Regions from separate parts of the Sus scrofa genome. Here region 1 is linked to region 2. A link is a contact called in public Hi-C data. All regions are on one chromosome and are shown on one strand. The core of a region is the stretch at or near the end of the contact, and the rest is flanking DNA. Distances in the headings are between cores, read along the strand shown.

Region 1 (3,171 bases), core at 362-2,861, 310 kb after region 2:
TAGTTCCCACTGTTGCTCACTGGAAACAAACCCAACTAGTATCCATGAGGATGTGGGTTTTTTCCCTTGACCTTGCTCAGTGGGTTAACCATCTGGCCTTGCCACTAGCTAGAGTGAAGGTGGCAGACACGGCTTGGATCTGACATTGCTGTGGTTGTGATGCAGGCTGGCAGCTGCAGCTCCGATTGAACCCCTAGCCTGGGAACTTCCATATGCTGCAAAATGTGACCCTAAAAAGCAAAACAAACAAACATACAAAAACGACGTTGAAAAGTTTTAATATGTGAACAACAATGGTAGTTTCACTAGCACAAACAGTTGTCTTCTACTGAAATAAGACCCCAGTGCAATGTCTTGGTGATCTTTAGTCACAATCAACAGTCTTAAAAAAAAAACTTTATTAGGCAACTACTACATAGGAGACACCGTTCTAAATATGCATTGAAGATAAAGAGATACAAGAAATATGCTCTCAGCCCTCAAGGAATTTGGTTTAGCAGAAGAAACCTATACAAATATTTCCCTACTGTGTCATTCATAACAGACCCTAGCACTGGGTCCTGTGAGGCCCAAAGAGAAGGTCAGGTGAAAGTCAACTCTTTTGAGATTAGATCAGGGAAAGTTTCAGAAAGAACCCTTTAACTAAGTTCTGAAGGATGAGCAAAAATTCTCCAGTGAGGTAAAGAGGGAAAAGGCAGGTCCTGCATTAGGAACCACAGGCTAGAGCAAACACAGGGAGCCTTTTAACATTGTGCTGTGTGGGAGCCCTGTTCTTTGCAACTGGAACACAGACTCGGTAGGAAAAAGGCAAATGAGATTGAAGTTATACAGCTATAACACAAAAGAAATTTGTACGTTATCTTACTTCAAAGAGAAGTCACTGAAAAAAATCCTAACCAGGGTAATGACGTTATTGGTGTACACTTTAGAAAGATTAGTGGTTTAGGGCTCTACGACTCCCATGAAAGGGTTGCTCCAACATGGGGTCCTCATTCGCCCTGTCCCTGGATTCCCTGACGACTCGCTTCCTTCTCCCAGTCTTGGTTAGCACTGTTACCCTTCCCGCCGTGAGGTCTACTCCCCCCTAGGAGCGCCCCTGTGGTCTGATTTCCGCAGAACCTCCTGGCAGGAGACTCGGCGCTCACTGTCACCTGTGGGCGGCCACCCTCAACGTGATCCAAGCATCCTTATGGAGGCTGACAGTCCTGGACTTCACCGCTGGGCTGTACCCCTCCTTGTGTGACCACCGGGTGTGCCTTAGTTTCTTTCTCGGGAACAGGGGAAGGCCGGGCCCTAGGCTGCTGTGCGTTAAGTGGTAGACGCCGGGATAGAACCGGCGAGGGGCGGACCCCAGCGCCCGTAGAGACGGGGACTTACGCTGCCGGCTCCGCCCGGAGACTAAGCCAGCTAGCGAGCAAGGTAAGGTGGGCCGTGGGAGGCAGGGCGGGGCGGCTCACCGGTAAAAGGCAGAGTCCCCGAGCGGGTTCCAGTTCGCGGTGTAGCAGTCCATGGCCAGTGCAGGAGGTGGCTGGCCAGCGCGGAGCGGACACCCGCCTAGTGCGGGCTCCAGAAGGGCACTTCCACTTCCGCTTCCGCCCGTCTGGGTCACGTGTCTAGGCTGCCGCCACAACCATCCCCACTGTGGGCGGCTGCACTTGGCTGCGGCCGCGTCCCCGCCCACGCCCGGGCCTGGCGGCCGCCCGGGCGGGCCCGGCCCTGGCTCCTGCTCCCTGCGGCGGCTCGCCCCGCCGCACTATCGTCCCCTCGGGTGTTGCGGGGTCGGGCAGGGCGGGACATGGGTGACCGGAAGTGGGAGTTGTGAACGTCGCCGCCTGGGGTCCGGAGGCCCGAGGCGCCGTCGGGCCTCCGCGACTCCTGCATGGAGAGCGCTGGGCGTCGGGCCTCGCACCGACCGCTAACCGGGGCGCACAGCCCCTGCGGGGCAGAGGCAGTGCTGAACCGATCGGCCTCCTCGGGCGCGGGAACATGAAATCCAGCCCTGAGCCCGCCGCGGGCAAGGCGCGCTGGCGGGCCTGCCCGGGTAGCTGGTGAACGGCGCGGAGCCCCGGGACTCGGTAATCGGCGCGAGAGAGCGCACGCGCATGCGCGGGGAGGCGGCGGGCACAAGGCAGTGCGCAGGGTGGCGCGGCTCTGGAAGCGCTTCGGTGTACGCGAGGCCCAAGGGCCTGGCGACCTCCTGTGCCAAGTGTATGGAGGTCGGTGCCACCATGGACCCCACTCTGCTGCCTCCACCTGGACCCTGTAGCCCTGAGCACCCCGAGAAGGGCCAGAGCAGGTCTCATTTACCTCGGGGTGGGCTGTGAGGCCAACCTGCCCTGAGTGCTGGCCCTCTCGTGGCTTAGTGGCCACTCCCTGCAGCCCGTCGTTCTTGCGGCGGCATGGTCTTCTGCCTGGAGAACAACGAGCCGCGCCGCCGGCTGCGAAGCACCATGGTCCATTTCCAGGCCTCGGAAGTTCAGCAGCTACTACACAACAAGTTCGTGGTCATCTTGGGGGACTCAAGTGAGTGCCCTTCTAGAATCACACTTCCCAGTCCCGCACCTGCAGCCTGTTTTCTGCATCTGGCCCCTTTGTCACCATCTCAAACTTCCTTCCTGATCCTTAGTCTGTTCCAGTCCACTAGGTTTTCTCTTTTCATTTTCCCAACGACTTCTGTAGATGTCCTGACAGATGTAGCTTGTCAAGCTTTTCACCCCTTCCTTGCTCAGCATTTTTCTTCCTGACAGTCCTCCACAAATTCCCCTCATGGAAGCGGTGGGTTGTATTTGTCTCTTGGGTGACTTGACAGACTTACTTCTACCAGGTGATCTTGGGTCACTGCATATTAAGTTGAGGAGTGGTGTACAGCTAGAGGTAACTGGGCAATGCCAGGACTTTGTAACCTCACCTTTTCTCCTGCCTCTAAGTTAACCCTCCACAAAGGTGGTCTTGGGCAGTCCCAGCCCTGGGATGATGGGAGGCCTGGATTTGGAAGGAGCTGGGATGGAGTGAGGCCTTTCTCAGCCTCAGGATCTCGGTCTCCCTGCAGTCCAGCGGGCTGTGTATAAGGACCTAGTGCTCCTGCTCCAGAAAGACTCACTGCTCACAGCTGCCCAGCTGAAAGCCAAGGTGAGGGACGTTTGGTGGCCATGCCAGTGATGGGCAGGCCCA
Region 2 (3,524 bases), core at 673-3,172:
CCTGTGGCTAGGAGGAGTAGTGGTTCCACGTTCCTGCCTGACAGGGCTTTCTCTTCAGGTCTGCCTGTCGCCAAAAGGGTCTCCAACTAGTTCCTGCTCAGAATCTGTTGGGAGTTCCCCTCGCGGTTCAGTGGAAACGAGTCCGACTAGGAACCATGAGGTTGCTGGTTCAATCCCTGGCCTCACTCAGCAGGTTAAGGATCCCGCGTTGCCTTGAGCTGTGGTGTAGGTGCAGACGCGGCTCAGATCTTGTGTTGCTGTGGCTGTGGTGTAGGCCAGCAGCTGCAGCTCCCCTTAGGCCCCTAGCCTGGGAATCTCCATATGCTGCAAGTATGGCCTAAAAAGGCCAAAAAAAAAAAAATACATATATATATATAAAACTGGATACCAGGCTGTTGGCCAGAAGGCAGGGGAGGCTACAGAACCAGATGCAGCCTGCAGCATCCTGAGCCACCCTACAGTGATGAGCTGAAGTCTGAGGGCAGAACACAGACGTGAAATGTTTGTAATTAGCAGTAAGAACCAATTTGTAATTAGTGGTGAGGCCCCAAAGGCAGAAGGGACCCAAGTGTGCTTCAAGGAGGGAGCAGATTTTTATGATCATTCCTTTGCTCATCCTCATGAAGCTCCCCAAGCAAGAATGTACTCTGCTACAAGTAATGCAGCCTGAGTTACAGGACCTCAAAGAGTGGTTTATTCATCCTCACCTGATAAAAAGTCTGAACATAGGCATCAATAGTGTCACAGGGCTTGGTTCATTAAGGACCTAGACTTCTTGCCTTCCTACACTATCTGTGGCACATTGTTCCCTCTTTACCACAAGGCGGCAGCCACAGCTCTGTGAAGTGAATGAGGCAGCAGCACTGTATCATGAAAGTAAAACCTTTCCCAGAAGTTCCACAGCACCGTTCCCTTTAAATTTTGTGGGCTAGAGCTGAGTCATAGGCTCTTCCCACTTCAAGGGAGGCTGGGAAATTGAGTATTTGGCAAAGACGATCAGGATTGTTATGGCTGCCTAGGAGCAATTACGGTTCATCTCATCTCCTGGGCGCTCTGGGTTCTGACGGCAAGGACAGAGTCATAAATCGGCAACTCCCAGTGTTTGCCCTGGTCTGGCCCAAGTGAGAGAACCCTCTCCAAGCAGCGGTGTCCCAAACAGTGTCCTCCACAGAGCTTAGGTATTGAGATGCCAAGCTTGCCCCTCCTTGCAAGGAAGTGTCCTTCCTACAATTGATTTTGTCTCCCCATCAAGATGGTTCCCTGGAGGAAGCACCATTTCTCAGGTTCCCTCAGGATGGGCGGACCAGCAGCCAAGGCACAGACAAGGTGTGACCACCCTGATCAGCAGTCTCCAGTGCGCCTAGGAACGGCTGTCTGGGGTCAAGTCCTCCTGGAAAGTCTCGAGTGTCTCTTCCTTGCCTAGCTGTCCATACCCACTCAGGAGGAAAGAAGGCCCCCGCCCCCGCCCCCGCCTTCTTGGGGAGGTGGAAGATCACCTGGGTTCATCTGTCAAAGCTCTGGCCTCCTTATTCAGCTCCTCACATCCATTTCCCCTAACAGGGTAATCTTCTATCCATCACTAACTCTCCTCCTGAGAGCACTTTGTAGATACATCTCTATTATAAATGCATGATTACCTCATTATACAGATGAGAAACTTGGCTTAGAGGATTTACGTGACTTCCCCAAAGCCATAAAACTCTCAGTAGCGATCTGAGATTCGAACCTGTGTTTAGGCTATTCGGTAACTTCCAGAGCGGTCCATCCACGGTGGTGTTTCCTCTCCTCAGGTCTTGGATTCCCCTTGTCTCTTCAGCAACGTCCTTCCGCAGAATCTCTGGGAGACGCTAGGGAACGTCCCTGGGAAACGCTGAAAGAGTTTTGAGCCTTGGCCGCACCCGTCGCTCACGTAGCGGCCGGAAGTAGCGGGCATTTGGCCGGAAGTGGAGCTGTGAGGCCCAGGTGTAGCCGAAGAAGTGGCCGCGGAGCCGCCGTCTGCGGGAGTGGGGTCTGGTGTTGCAGCGCCGGCGCTTGCCAGGCTCAGGTGAGTGGCGGCGGCCGGGGAGGAGGTCGTAGCGGCGCTCTCTGCCGACGTGGGCCTTGGCCAGCGCCTCTCGGCACCGGGCGTGCGCGGAGGCCGGGCGCGGTGCTTCCCGGCCCAGGCTGTCGCAGGCCCGGCTTTAGGGAGAACATCGGCGACCCGGAGTCCTGTGACCTTGCCCAAACGTCTTACCAGAACCTCGATTTTTTTTCCCGCTATGAGACGGAGGTAATGGCAGTACTCGCCCCCCTGGTCTGTTGTGAGAATGTAGTGAGATGCTCAGCGGCTCCTCTTACTATACTTCATATGCATGCGCATCACCTGGGGATCTGAAGATTTTGATTTTGTATGTAAATCTGAGATGAGGCCTGCGATTCTGCGTTTCTCACCAGCTTCCAGGTGAGGCTGAGGCCACTGCTCCGCAGCCCGCGCTTTGAGCAGCAAAGGCCCCGCGATATTCGCTTAGTACCTGCGACAGGTTGAGTCTTAAATAAATATCAATACAGTGTATGCACTTAAACCCATTTTTTAACAGTTTCTGATTGCACAAGCCTAAGGGTGGTATTTTTAGCCCTCTTCCTTTTTTTCTTTCTAGGGATAAGAAAAACAACTGTCTTTTCTCCTTCCATACAAATCATGACACAGCTCTTCTGTCCTGACTCATGGAGCTTGGGGCCCTCTTCATACCAGTTATGTTCATGGGCTTCCTCAGGTGATGCTTCACTGCCCACTCACTTGGACTGTGGAGCTGGAGCCCAGCGCTTTAGCACCAGCATGGCTAATGTTTTGTGTTTTAGTAATTTGCTGCTGGAATCTGAACTCATGTTTTCTGCACTTTGCTCACACTTTGTGAATGATAAGAACAGTCACTTTTCCAGAACGAGGTTCTGTGACTCCCTAATGTGAATGGCCTTGGGCAAGCCTGAGATGAAGCTGCTGCCTGGGAGACCAAAATGAAAATCAGAGACTCTGTGCTGCATAATATATCTGAGGCCTTTGGCAGTTATGCAGATTTAATTTATTTGTCAGTGTGGCTTTCTGCCCCATTCATTGGTTTATTTTTTCTGGTCCCCAACAAGGCTCTGCCATTCATCATGCATATAAGTCAGCTTTGATACCAAGGAATTCTGAATACTATGTGGCCTTGCAAATCTAGGAAAGCAGATACAACCAAATGTTTGGTTATGCTAACAGTGATAGATATTTGGACTGTTAATTTGGAATTTTTTTCACATGATTCTGGGTGCAGATACTTTACCTGTCTGGATTTTGTCAGTCTTCTCATAGTCCCATTTAGATGGGCTGAGAGGACATGAGTGTCTGCTCTCTACCGTTGTACCCAGAAATTTCTAAAAGTAGCGTTTTTTGTTTTATGGCTTCACCTGAAGCATATGGAAGTTCCCAGTCCAGGGACTGAATCCGACCTATGCCACAGCTGGGGCAATGAACCCACTGTGCCAGGCCAGGGATCAAACCCATACTC

The links. Hi-C and Micro-C count contacts between places; a contact is called where the count stands out from the background.
Region 1: a contact with region 2 is called in a Hi-C map of fetal skeletal muscle, with 2.6 times the contacts expected there. The contact joins the promoter of VPS16 here to the promoter of FASTKD5 in region 2. A contact is called at or near these places in 1 of 5 promoter capture datasets (liver) and 1 of 47 Hi-C or Micro-C datasets (fetal skeletal muscle).

What each region holds. Positions count from the first base shown.
Region 1 is chr17:32,824,363-32,827,533 of Sscrofa11.1, forward strand. VPS16 (vacuolar protein sorting-associated protein 16 homolog) reads right to left here and starts at 1,612. Exons shown (of 24, transcript XM_003134328.4): 1 at 1,458-1,612. The coding sequence starts at 1,510. PCED1A (PC-esterase domain containing 1A) reads left to right here and starts at 1,819. Exons shown (of 8, transcript NM_001243864.1): 1 at 1,819-2,075; 2 at 2,364-2,523; 3 at 3,050-3,129. The coding sequence starts at 2,400.
Region 2 is chr17:32,518,703-32,522,226 of Sscrofa11.1, forward strand. It overlaps FASTKD5 (FAST kinase domain-containing protein 5, mitochondrial), which reads left to right and starts at 1,923. Exons shown (of 2, transcript XM_021078352.1): 1 at 1,923-2,044. It overlaps UBOX5 (RING finger protein 37), which reads left to right and starts at 1,910. Exons shown (of 6, transcript XM_001925847.5): 1 at 1,910-2,044.